Linked DNA regions of Mus musculus: all the other regions are linked to region 1. A link is a contact called in public promoter capture Hi-C and targeted proximity ligation data. All regions are on one chromosome and are shown on one strand. The core of a region is the stretch at or near the end of the contact, and the rest is flanking DNA. Distances in the headings are between cores, read along the strand shown.

Region 1 (3,152 bases), core at 195-2,694:
TCTCCTGCCTCCTCTTCCTCTAAATTTTCTTTTTACTGGTAAGAGCCCTTAAGACTTCTGCAGCCCTTCAACATGTGCAACTGTGTAGCATCAGACTAGTCACCAGCACAAGGGAGTCAGTCCAACACACTGTGTGGTTCAGGAGCAGATGGAAGTTCCTAAAAGACAGGCACTCTACCTTTAACCCCAACTGCAGAAGAAAGGAGATGTGTCAAAAGTCTGTTCTCCTAACCTTCGGCGGAGAATTTAAGGGGAGTGTTTCTGCTCCACAGGGGGTCTGGTGACAAACACCAGCCCCCCAGCAGAGACCTTGGTTTTATTGCTAGAGGGCAGTAAGTAGTATTACGTGAAGCACCTCAGGGTACTCGCAGTGAGAACCCCATTCTTTGCCAGGACCTCCCAACTCTGCCAAGGAACTGTGGTGAGTGAGGTCCTGTGCTAAAAACTGGTCCCCAGCTTTAAAGATGCCCAGATTCTGAAACTGCGCCTTACCACACGGAGCAGGGTCACACCAACTCAGGGGAACAGTAGGAGACAAAGATCCACACTCCCCCCCAAACTTTACACAAGCGTGCTCTTGTAGACGCCAAGGCTCCACAATGCACATTCCATCAATCTTTCACTGCGGTCCGCGTCCCCCACGCAGCCTTTCCAGAAACTTTAGGGCTGTTCACACCGACTTTAAAAGACCCATTGTTAACCTCCCCGGGAACACAAAGTGGATGAAAAGGGGATCAAACCTCTATTCCTAAGGACCCCTTTTCATGGAAGAAGGTTGAGTCTCGGGGCGCTATGTATGGGAGAACTCCGGCGGGAAGGCGCCGGCAAAGGCGGACGCTGGAACCCACAGGATGTTGTGCTTCTCGGCAAAAAAACGCCAGCACAGGGACAGCCAGGCCTCCAGGACGCCAAGGTGCGCAAGTCGGGTCTGCGCCCTCCGGGCCCTTGGGACCGCCAAGGAGGCGGGGCTGGGCACCCGGGACTAGAGGAGCCTTACCTTCCCCTCCCCCTCCTGGCGTCGGTCTACTCAGGTGTCTACGCGATGGCCAGAGGAGCAGGAGCGGGAGCAGAGCTCCTGGAGTCCCCGCGTGCAGATCTCCTCTCCATGGCCAGGAACCCGCGTCCCGCTGCCGCTCTGAATTCAGCGGCAACCTACGCCGGAGGAGAAGCAGTCGGGGCCGGGGAGTAACGCTCCTCCCTCCGCCTTCGCGGCCACCTCCTCCAGCCAGCCCGGCTTGGCGCTCTTGGATCCTTCCCTCCCGGAGGAAGAGGAGGGGAATCGCCGTCCGGGCGGCGCGAGCCTGTGCGGCTCCGAGACAATAGCGGCAGGCAGGGCGCGTTCCCGAGCCGCGCAGGTCCCCGGTTCGGCGGGCGCCGCGGCTCGCTAGGGTCCCTCTAATCAGCCTCCGGCCACACAAGCGCCGGCTCGGCTGGGCCGAGAGTGCTGCGGATTGGGCAGGCGGCCCCGAGCTAGGGAGGCGGGTCAAAGGCGGGGTGGGCGGGGCCTGTTGTCAGAGGGACGAGACCTGCGGAGGCTCCGCCCACCACAAGCTGCAGACGAAGGCTCAGCGCCTCCAGCTGCCTTCAGCAGGAAGGACGCCCGCCAACACCGTCGGCGGCCAGGGTTTCCCAGCGGCTCCTTGACCTTCGGCTACAGATGACTACCTGGGAGTTCAGGAAAAGCAGCGGGCCTGAACCTGAGTCTGTGTACCTCATCATCCCAGCTGAGTCTGATACTGCTTTTTTTGTCACCTCTTGACAAAGTCGACCTGAGCCTGCACCCCTCATCACTCGAAACTGAACCTGCATCTTCTCGGGTCTAGCCAGGCTGCTGAACCCCTATTACCACCACCACCACCACCCCACACACACACACACACACCACCACCACCACCACCACCACCACCACCACCACCCACACACACACACACACCACCACCACCACCACCACCACCACCACCCCTGAGACACACACACACAGGGTTGAACTCTTTTCTCTTCCTTTATCATCCAATAGCTGAGTTCGACATCTTTTATCGCTCCGGAATGAAGCTGACTCGGCATAGCAGTATATTCCCCCAATAATATCCCGCAAGCCCCCCACCTCACTCAAAACTTTCTGAGCCTCGGGTCCTGGCGCCTCGACTGCCCCCACCTGGCCAACAAGGAAGCTGGATTCGTAGCCCTCTCAGCAGAGTCAGTGTGTTCTTGACTTCAGACCGTTGTCCAGTTCTGGTTAGGAGCTTGGAGCAGCCCCAGCATCTCACACTAAGGCCAGAATAAATATACCTAGGCCTGGTCACGCCTTCTGGCCACGCTACTCTAGAGTGGCTGAAGCTTGCAGGAGGCGGAGATGCAACACTGAAAACCAATCCTCAGCCCACCCTACTGCAGAATATACTGGCCGGGTGGCATGAGTAGCCCTGCCACCACCCGGTCCCCTGGAGGAAGTTGCTCTGGCAGAGGAAAAGCCTTTCCTGCAGCAAAGGGCGCGACCTGGCTTGGTCCGTCAGACCACGAGGTCAGGAGCTAATGACAGCTGCCAGATTGCCAAATCCGGACAGTCATCATCCTCTATTTAATTCGGAGTTGGACGTGTCGCCTCTGGGGAACTGTTTCATTGAATACTGTACAGGCAGGATTGTTCATTTTTCAGGCTCACTGTTGTTTGTCTGTCTGTTTGTTTATTTGTTTGTTTTCTCCCCCTTCCAGTAAAAATTCAACCGTGTAGCTATGATACACCAGCAGACAGAAAAAGGAATACCCTATTTCCAAGGTTTGGTTTAGGACTTGGTAGAACTGAACCAATGTTTCCAGACTGGGGCTAATAAGAATCCCCTGAGATCCTAAAAAACTTGGAAATGCCTCAACAAAGCTCTATGGACTGAGTCAGAGGAGTCTGCAAATGTAAATTTTGGCAATGCTTCTGGACCGAACCCACAGTTAACTAAAACCTTGGAAAGATGCAGAAGGAGAAGCTCCAGAGACATCTGAGCCGTCACAAAATCCTTACCCATCTGCCATCTCCAGCCCCAGTCCCTCTTTAGAAGAGAAAAGGGGAGGACTTAACATAATAGAGCAGATGATTCTCTATGACAAACTGCAAAGGAGGAAGGACTCTTAAGGTGGCCTCAATGGGACATGTTTAGAAC
Region 2 (3,152 bases), core at 283-2,782, 1.7 Mb before region 1:
AGAATTTGGATTTCGGTAAATGATATGGGAACTTGTGGCTTCTTGGGAAAAGGCTATTTTTGTATTGAGGGGAAGCCCTTACAACTCTAGTTAGAAGGCAGTGTGGTAGGCAAGGCTTAAGAAGGGAAAAGAGCAGGATGATGAGGCCACTGTGGTATCCCAGGGCAGTAAACATGCCAGCAGCGACCAATCAGGGCCTGAATATGAACATGGAGCAGGTGGGTACCTGGTGTGATGTCAGTCCGGAACAGGCAAGATTTGGCATTGTCTTGGGAAGAGGAGAGCTTTCGGGCCTGACTCTAAATTCTCAAGTTTTTCTGTCATCAGCAATTGGAAAACAACGCTGTTAACTAAGGTGGAAAAGAGGAAGTTTGACATTGTGAACCATTCTCCTTGAGACCTGTTAAGTCCAAGACAACTTGCAAGCATCCACTCGGATAATGGTCAGGTGATAGTGAGACAGAAGCCAGCAGCTACTGTGCTTCCCCAGCATCATCAGTCATCAGCCTCTGATATATGCGGTGATGTCTAAATGTGAGGGACGAGGTAAAGCGCCCAGGGAGTGGTCAGAAAAGGCAGCAAGAGATTAAGGACGAGCTTCAGTCAATCCAGTGTCAAGGGCCAGGGAGAAAGGGCATCCAGGCCCAACAAGACAGCTGCTGTGGAAGGTAGGAAAAACAAGCTTGAGAGGTCAAACTGAAGACAGTGAGCAGAGCTTTGACAGCTGAACAGGAGTGTTTTAGACCAGCGGTCCTCAGAAAGTGGGTCCGGGCCAACCTCAGCTGGAAACTGATTAGAAATGTACAGAATCAGGAGTCCCACCACAGAAATACTGGATGAGGGACTCAAACATGGGCCTCTTTAGGGGATTAAAAATAAGCCTACTCTAGACACAGAAATGCCTGCACAAGCATACAAAGGGGATTAAGAAGCAGAAAAAAACTAATATACTTTTAACTATTTGATATCAGGGAAATGACCCTCTCCCCAACCTTCCATTAGAATGGCTGTTTGCAGAAGAGGACTGCCCCCCCCCCCCATTTCACTGGACCAGGGAACGCTGAACATCAAGCATGCCAGACATTCTTCTGCCCAAAAGGAGTGTGTGTGTGTGTGTGGGGGGGTACTATTCCAGGGTTAGCAACACTGGGTCGAACGCTCTGAGAATTAAAATTTATCCCACGCCCACCATATCCAAAATTTCCTCTAGAAAGCCCTAAGAGAATTCCATTCCTTTCCATTCTAAAGAAAGGTGGTTAAAATTAGGGACACACACACACACACACACACACACACACACACACACGAGAGAGAGAGAGAGAGAGAGAGAGAGAGAGAGAGATAGTTACAAGCTACATGCAGGGAAAGCTGTCCCCTGAAATAAGCTGTTTCCCACCGTGGATGGGCGGGGCAGGAGTCTCTGGTCTCAACCCAGCAGAGGGACTGCCCCTTCTAAGTGTATGCAAGAGGTCTGGTCCCCAGCTTTAAAATTCTGGACGAAGGCACCACTTGCTGACCTCTCCTCTCCCCCAAGTGGTGGCTGGCCCTTCTCAAGTGTGCAGTTGTCTCCTCCCTGTCCAGTCCGGCAGTCGCCCGGGGCCCAACCGGGCTACGAGTGGCCGGACGCTACAGCCTTGCGCAGCGCGCTCTGCTCCTCAGACTCTTCGAATTTGAGCAGCCTGTGGCATCCCCCAGCAGGTCCCCCAGCTCCTTGCCTAGCACCCTCCCTTCCCTAGGAGCAGCGGGCCACAGTGAGCCAGCAGCCCTCGCGGGTCCTCCTGCCTGAAGTTCAACTATGCTACTAGAAGGGGTCCTGCTGGTAGTGCAAGGTAAGAACCAACAGGAGACCCCCCCGGGGAGGGCGTCCTGGAAACTCGCTCCCTCTTGGGCTGTCAGGGTGGGGTTCTGGTGTCCGCTCCGCCATCCAACAGCTCTTCTGGACAATTCTCAGCCACTAAGCTCCCGGCTCTCCCTGGTCAAGCACGGGATGGGGGTGGGTATGGAGTTGCGCAGAGGAGGGTCCCAGGAGTGTTGAGGGAGGTCAGACATCCTTCTCTCTTTCCTTCCCACAAGACTCCCCGAACTTCACCAGGTAGTCCCCAGGGCTAGTGCAATACTACCAGGCAGAAACCCAAACTGAAAGTCCCTTTGTGCCCGCAGCCTTGCAGCTTGCCAATGCCCTAGACCTGCCCGCTGGCTCCTGCGCCTTTGAAGAAGACACGTGTGGCTTTGACTCCGTGTTTGCGTTTCTGCCTTGGATACTAAATGAGGAAGGTAAGGGGACTTCGTAGAAAGATGCTCGAGGTGAACTTTCTTCACGTCTTGTTCCTCCCAACCCCCCGGAAGTAAAGATATCTTGGAGTTACTTCCCTTTGGGAGGAAAAGTGTGTGAGTCATGAAACCTCCTTCCAACTCTCCTGCAGCAAAGAGTGGCCAGGGAAACCACGGGAAAGGGGGCGGAGGGGAACAGCTGTGTACCTGGCTCTGAGCATGCGCTCCTACCCCCAGCACACCCTATTGAAAGGGACAAAGGGGATTCTGCTAATGATTGTTGCCCCTAGCCGTGTGCCCCCTGCAGGCTGATAGCCTTGCTAGTCTCAGTGGCTACTTGCCCGAGCTGAGATTGTCAAACGGACTAGCTCACAGGAAGCTTTGCAGAAATTTTCCACACGGTTGTGAGCGTCCTCTGTGCTAAGCTCTCCCACTTTGGTCCACCCACAGCAGTTTTACCTGTGATTCATCCTTTCCCATTGTATCTAATTCAGCACTGGACAAAAGAGTTAACTCCACCACGGAGTCCCTGAAGCCACTGGGCTAGGGCCAATTGATCAGTCACATTACTCTGCACCGCTGGGGTTCCGGTGACAACGTTTAAGTGAAAAGGAGTCTGTGATGTGTTTTCTTACCCTTCATTGTTACAGTAAAAAAAAAAACAAACATTCCAGTAACAAGCACTGGTGTCCCTCTCCTTTCCTTTCTTCGCTCTTATCACCATCATTTTGAAACGTGTTACTTTGGACCATTTATTTGGACTTAGAGTAGACTCCCTTAGAAGACATGCTGCTGTATAAAGGAAGGCCGCTGAGCATTCTCCCAGCTCAGGCAACCTTGGAGTTCAAGTCATCCAGCCTGGCTCCCTGGAACTGGACGCT
Region 3 (3,152 bases), core at 373-2,872, 1.5 Mb before region 1:
ATGCTTTCTACAATGATTATGTTTTCTTTCATTTTAACTTTTACTGAGCAGATTCCATTTGTATGAGAGAAAGAAGCAGGGGCCTGCAAAAAGGAGTGTTGGTTCTAGTGGTCAAAAGAGGACTCTACTGCATGGGATTTCTAACTGGCCTCCCCAGGTCTCCTTTCAATGAGTTTTCCACACAGCAAGCAGAATGACTGAAAAGCTTTAATTAGATCACAGGCCTCTCCTACTTAAAACTATTTAATGGTTTATCTTTATTTCCCCATTACCCTAGTCTCTGGCCGGTTATTATTGGTTGGGTGAATGTTGCCTATGGGCTTCAGGGGCATAATCTTTGAAAGGGCTAATGAGATGAACATGGGCACAGGGAGGTAGAGCCATTCCTAAAGAAGCAGGGAATTTAAAGACCCTGAAAGGACCCCTATGGAAGATTTAAAGGAAGGATTGAAGAAAGCGAAGGGGATGGTAACCCCATAGGTAGACCAACAATATCAACTAACCTGAACCCCTAGGAGCTCCCAGAGAATAAGCCACCAACCAAAGAACATACATGGGCTGGTCCAAGGCCACCAGCACATATGTAGCAGAGAGCAGCCTTGTCTGGCCTTAGTGGAAGAGGATGTGCTTAGTCCTGCAGAGACTGGATGCCCCAGGGAGGGGGGATACCAAGGGAGAGGCACCCTCTCAGAGTCAAAGAGGAGGAGCGATGGGGGGGGGGGGGAAGAACTCTGGGGGGGGGAGAGAGACAACATTTGGGTTGTAAATAAGTGAAATGCTTAATTAAATAAAAGAAAGAAAGAAAAGAAAAAAGAAACCCTGAAGGGAGAGGCCATCTGGTGGCTGCACTGGAACTGGTGGCTGCACTAAGGAAGCAGAAGTAGTAAAAGTTCAAGACCAGCCTGGGCTCTCTAGTGAGTAGTAGTCCATCTAGAGCTATATAAAGAGTCTGTCTCAAATAAATAAATAAATGTATGTGCTGGGAGATAGCATGATGGCCCAGTGGTTAAGAGAACGGACTGCTATTCTAGAGGACCTGGGTTCCACTGTCTGTAACTCCGAGATCTGACACCCTCACACAGACATACATACATGCAGGCAAAACATCAATGCACATAAAATAAAAATAAATAAATTATACAATAAAAGGACTAGGAAGTGTGAGTGGGCAAGTAATTAATACACTCTTCACAATCTTGAGAGCATCAGATGGTTGTTAGTGCCATGCTTCCAACAACAGGCACAGTCAACAGGCATCTTTTCTTTGGAGTTCATTTGAGCACCAGGGAAGGAAACTGCAATGTAGAACATAAGACAGATGAAGCCTGGAGTTCTGGGAGGGACCGTTGCAAAGTAGTAACACACACACACACACACACACACACACACACACACACACACACACACACACACACACACACACGAGAAACACACAGAGACACACACAGAGACACACACAGAGACACATACACACACACACACACACACAGACACACACACACACACATCGCACCTCTGAGGCCACCGGGGAGCGTTGGTCGGGGCGTGGCCTCGGGTTTGCGGGGCGGAACCGCGCAAGCGCATCGGGGCCGCGGGGGCGGGGTCAGGCGGGGTCAGTTAGCGCGGGAGCCGGGCGCGGAGGCTCCTGGGCTGCGGCTCGCCGGGAACGGAAGCCGCTGCGGGACGCGGAGGAAGCCAGGATGGCGACTCCGAGCGGGAAGGCTGCTCCCCCCAACCCCCAGGTTTCCAAGCGGTCTCTCCCGAGAGATGCTTCCTCCGAGGTCCCGAGCAAGAGAAAGAACTCGAACCCGTTGCCGACGCTGCCGCGGCCGTCCGGGACCTTCGTCGAGGGCTCAATCGTCCGCATCGCCATGGAGAACTTCTTGTGAGTGGCGGCAGGCCGCGCTGGGCGGGAGCAAGCGGCCCGCAGGCCCGGGGCGGTGGGCTGTGCCCGGCGGTGGGGAACCTGTGCCAGGCTAACCCTGAGGCATTCCCTGCCTAGGCCACGAAGACTGGCCGTGTTGGCTGTAGTAGGCGTGTGGCCTGATGTTTTTATCCACCCAGTGGTTTTGGAAGGCGTCGGCTCTAGGCAGTAGATACGAAGGGGCCGGGTCTCTAGTTTGTTAATCTGCGAATCTCGATCTACCACGGACCTGTGCACTTCACAAAACTCGACAGTTACAGCAGAGTGGCAAATTTTAAAAAGTGTACACGATTTCCAGAATGGGCAGATGACATGGTAATGGTTGTTGATTGGAGATTAGAGTGTACCAAAGAAATTAAAAATCGTGTTCCCAGTTTTTGTACCTCCTTGCAGATTCTTGCCCCGTCCAATCCTCCTTTCTTCCTTGCCCCGACCCCAACTAGTTGAGTAGATTCTAAATGTTACCAGAAATATCATTATCTGTTTATCATCTTAGAGTTATCTTTTCGAGGTATTTTTTCTTAAATGTAGGCTTGCATAATTTATAGACCCTTAATAACAATACCATTTTTTTTTCAAGCAGTTGTGTATCAGGTGTTCGTTTGTTTTATTTACACATCGCTGCGTTTCTACCTGTCTTTGTTGATGACATAAACTCATGGCTATTGTTTTTTTGCCCCGGTCTGTATAGATTCTAATAGCAAAATTGCTAATTTGAATCCTGATCAGGAAAGGTAACTGTACTCAGCATGAGGTTATCTGCTGTAACTTATCTACCCAGGATTTCATGGGAGGCACAGACTGAAAAGGCTAAGTCCATCCCCAACCATCAGAGCTTTGTGAAGAAGATACTAAAGTAGAAAAGGAGGGAAGACGATTACCCAAAGAAGGAACTGCCTGAAAGCCAGTTTGTAATGTTTCGTGAGTGACCTTAGGTAGAATGTAAGAACATAGGTGAATAGAGGTTGGAAACGATTGTTCCGGCTTGTCTGTTACTATACTAAAGAACTCCAGCATCATCCTGCAGGCAGGCGGTCGGGAACCTGTGATTTTGAAAGGGTGCCAGATAGCAAGCAAGAATATTTAAAGTAAGAAAGCAAGAATGCAGAGCTGAAAGGGTTATTTGATAAGATCTGCCTATAGATTGTGAGGCCTGAGAGTGGAGGAGTGTGTCCTAGTTCTTCCCAAGTCTGGCTCTGGCTAACCAATCTGGTTATTCAAGAGAGAG
Region 4 (3,152 bases), core at 343-2,842, 1.3 Mb before region 1:
GGTCTTTGTAATAAAGCTCATTTTAGAGAATCTATGTCATAGTCTCAAAAATAGTTCATGCCTTAGGGAAAATTTCTTATTACTTCTATGTAACATAATTATATCTAATGTAATATTAGGTATTCGTGACATATAACAAATAACCCTAAAGTTCAGAGGACAAAAATCCTATGAACGCCATCACTCTGTGTCTGTCTGCTTTCTGGTCTGCCCAGATGTAAGTAAGCAGCTTTAATCTTCTCTCTCTGTGCCCTCTTCACCATTTTGGAATATCATCTTTCAATCTGGAAGCAAAACTAAACCGCTCCTTTCTTAAGTTGCTTTCTATCAAATGTTTTGTCACAGCAACAGAAAAAAATAAAAAATAAAACGGGGTACAGAAAACGGAGAAGCAAGAGTATGGTTAACACTGTGGATGCCTGACCGTATGGCTCATGGCTGATGGTGGATGAACTTGGAGTTGCAGGTGAATGAAGACCCAGAACACTGTAAGAAAAACATAATGGAACATTTTGGGTTGGGCATCTGGAATACAAAACTGCCAGTGGAGATGCAGACAAGAGATTTCAGAAGGACAGAGCAAGGACTCTACTAGAAACCGGACTAAAAGCCATTCACGTTACATTCTGGCCAAGAATCTGTCTGTAGGGCTGGAGAGATGGCTCAGCAGTTAAGAGCACTGGCTCTTCTTCCAGAGGTCCTGAGTTCAATTCCCAGTAACCCCTTGGTGGCTCAAAGACATCTGTAATAGGATCAGATGCCCTCCTCTGGTGTGTTCGAGGAGAACCACAATGTACATAGAATAGATAGAGAGAGAGAAAGTGAGAGAGAGAGAGAGAGAAAGGAAGAAAGAAAAGACTGTGTCTGCATCCTTCCATGTCCTAGAACCTGATTGAGGCTAATTCAAAAACAAAAACAAACAAACAAACAAAACTAAGTCATTTGAAGGAAATCTTAAGACCAGTAATGGAATGTCACGACTGTGACTCACATACAGATCCAGGTTTATTGAGAGAGCAGTAAATGAAGAAAGAACAAATAAATGTCCTGCAACGTAAGGGTGAGTTTAACGTTAAGAACAAGGCAGATGGGGCTGGTGAGATGGCTCAGTGGGTAAGAGCATCCGACTGCTCTTCTGAAGGTCTGGAGTTCAAATCCCAGCAACCACATGGTGGCTCACAACCATCTGTAATGAGATCTGATACCCTCTTCTGGAGTGTCTGAAGATAGCTACAGTGTACTTAGATATAATAAATAAATCTTAAAAAAAAAAAAAAAAAAGAACAAGGCAGATGCAGAGAAAGTGTCTGTGATGGTTAAAGAGATAAGTGCCATTAAATAGAAGAGACACTCTGGGACTCTAGGAAGCAGGCCTTGAGGGTAAGGGCCCACCCACGGGGAGCCGCTAAGTGTAATGCAGATTCATTTGAAAGGAGTGTTCCTGGAAAGATAGAGCTTTAGCAAAGCCTCCTGGAATGTAGCTGCTTAGGGGGATGGTTTCTCTGGTTAATTCTTGAATGGATACCCCCCCAGGCCCAACAGCTGTGACCCACGTGACCCAGGTTACAGCTCAAACTGAGGGCAGAACTTTGATTCATCCAAGTGTTGTTGATTCTTCAAGAACACAGGATTCAAGAATGAGGGGCGCATGGAGGCTTGCCGAAGGAGGCTTGCATGGAAAGCTGCCAAAGCCAGGCAATGTATGGCTGGGTTGGATTCCCTACATCGAGGCCCTGAAAGGTTAGTGCTTAAAACTATAAAGATGAAGTCTAAGATACAGGGGAGACCCCAGGCTGTTGGAGATGTCAGAAACATGGGGCATTTGCTGAAAACTGCAGCTACGGAGGGAACAGGCTCCGAAGAGAGGCTTCAGAGCTTGAGTGGGGGGCCACAATGGCTGTTAGAGTCTCTATGATGCCCCTGAGAATTTTGATGCGGGATGCACATGGAGCTACATAATTTGAATGGCTCTGTTTCCTTGGCCACTCTAATGGAAAACCCTCTTGGCTGGTCGGCTTTATCTCCTGCAGCCACTAGCCTCCTTCTTTTACCCCATTCCACCCCCTCCTAGTTCTCCTGTGTCTGCTACTTTGCCTGCGGGGACCCGGAAGTCCCGCCTATTTCACCCAGCTCACTGGCCGCTAGCATCTTTATTGATGGATCAACAACCAATTGGAGAACAGGACCTTAGCATCAGCACCATCCCTACATAAGTATGTATGTATTTTTGAGACAGGGTCTCATTATGTAGCCCTGGAACCTGTTTTGTAGACCAGACTGGCCTCAAACTCATCTCTCAAGTGATTCGCCTGCCTCTGTAATGGGATTAAAGGCATGTGTGATCACTGCTGGTTCAAAGGTGAACTTGTGCTGGTTAATTTTTGTCCACTTGATTGGATTTAGTCGTACATAGCGCATTAGTGAGGCACATATTTAGTTTTTTCTATGGGGGTCATTTTCAAAGACAACTAACCTAGGAGGGGAGGCCCTCCCTTAAGTGGGTGGCATCATCTCATGGGTAGAGGCTCAGAAGGAATGAAAAGAGAAAGGAGGAAAGAGAGATAAGCCTTCATTGCTCCCAGATTCCTGACTCACACTAGTGTGAGCAACCAGTCTCATGTACCCTCTCATACTATAGGGAACAAAAATTACTTCCGCCAACCATCAGTGAACATCGAGACCTGGGTGTGACTTAGTGAGATCTGGTCACGTGACATGTCTCATAAAGCTTCGATCAAGGTGTAGTCTGAAGATATCATTAACTGGAGGCTCAAACTGGAGGCTCAAACTGGGAGACTGTGGACTTCAGATTTCACCCACGTGACCAGTGGCAGGCCTCAAATGTGCTTCTTCTTCTTCTTCTTCTTCTTCTTCTTCTTTTTTTTTTTTTTTTTTTTTTTTTTTGGTTTTTTGAGACAGGGTTTTTCGAGACAGGGTTTTTCTGTATAGCCCTGGCTGTCCTGGAACTCACTTTGTAGGCCAGGCTGGCCTCGAACTCAGAAATCCACCTGCCTCTGCCTCCCGAGTGCTGGGATCAAAGGCGTGCGCCACCACGCCCGGCTTCTAAAGTGCTTCTAAATTCATTCATGTGAGCTGCTTCACGGTACTGCTCATAGCCTATGGCTTCTTCCAGAGCAGAAGGCCTAGCTGAG

What was found. Promoter capture Hi-C pulls out the DNA fragments that hold promoters and counts their contacts.
Region 2: a targeted proximity ligation map of pancreatic cancer cells shows a contact between it and region 1. A contact is called at or near these places in 1 of 39 promoter capture datasets (embryonic stem cells) and 1 of 130 datasets of targeted methods (pancreatic cancer cells).
Region 3: a contact with region 1 is called in a targeted proximity ligation map of astrocytes, with 4 times the contacts expected there. A contact is called at or near these places in 4 of 39 promoter capture datasets (the 3T3-L1 cell line, cranial neural crest, embryonic stem cells and 1 more) and 1 of 130 datasets of targeted methods (astrocytes).
Region 4: a contact with region 1 is called in a promoter capture Hi-C map of liver, with 2.9 times the contacts expected there. A contact is called at or near these places in 1 of 39 promoter capture datasets (liver) and 2 of 130 datasets of targeted methods (embryonic stem cells and stem cell-derived neural progenitor cells).

Annotation. Positions count from the first base shown.
Region 1 is chr19:21,776,632-21,779,783 of GRCm38.p6, reverse strand. Cemip2 (cell migration inducing hyaluronidase 2) reads right to left here and starts at 1,444. Exons shown (of 24, transcript NM_001033759.2): 1 at 998-1,444.
Region 2 is chr19:23,446,702-23,449,853 of GRCm38.p6, reverse strand. Mamdc2 (MAM domain containing 2) reads left to right here and starts at 1,532. Exons shown (of 14, transcript NM_174857.3): 1 at 1,532-1,829; 2 at 2,161-2,274. The coding sequence starts at 1,796.
Region 3 is chr19:23,272,367-23,275,518 of GRCm38.p6, reverse strand. Smc5 (structural maintenance of chromosomes 5) reads left to right here and starts at 1,622. Exons shown (of 25, transcript NM_001252684.1): 1 at 1,622-1,885. The coding sequence starts at 1,701. It overlaps Gm33950 (a long non-coding RNA gene), which reads right to left and starts at 1,611. Exons shown (of 2, transcript XR_386613.2): 1 at 1,514-1,611; 2 at 1,160-1,295.
Region 4 is chr19:23,074,345-23,077,496 of GRCm38.p6, reverse strand. C330002G04Rik (a long non-coding RNA gene) reads left to right here and starts at 1,592. Exons shown (of 8, transcript XR_001782629.2): 1 at 1,592-1,740.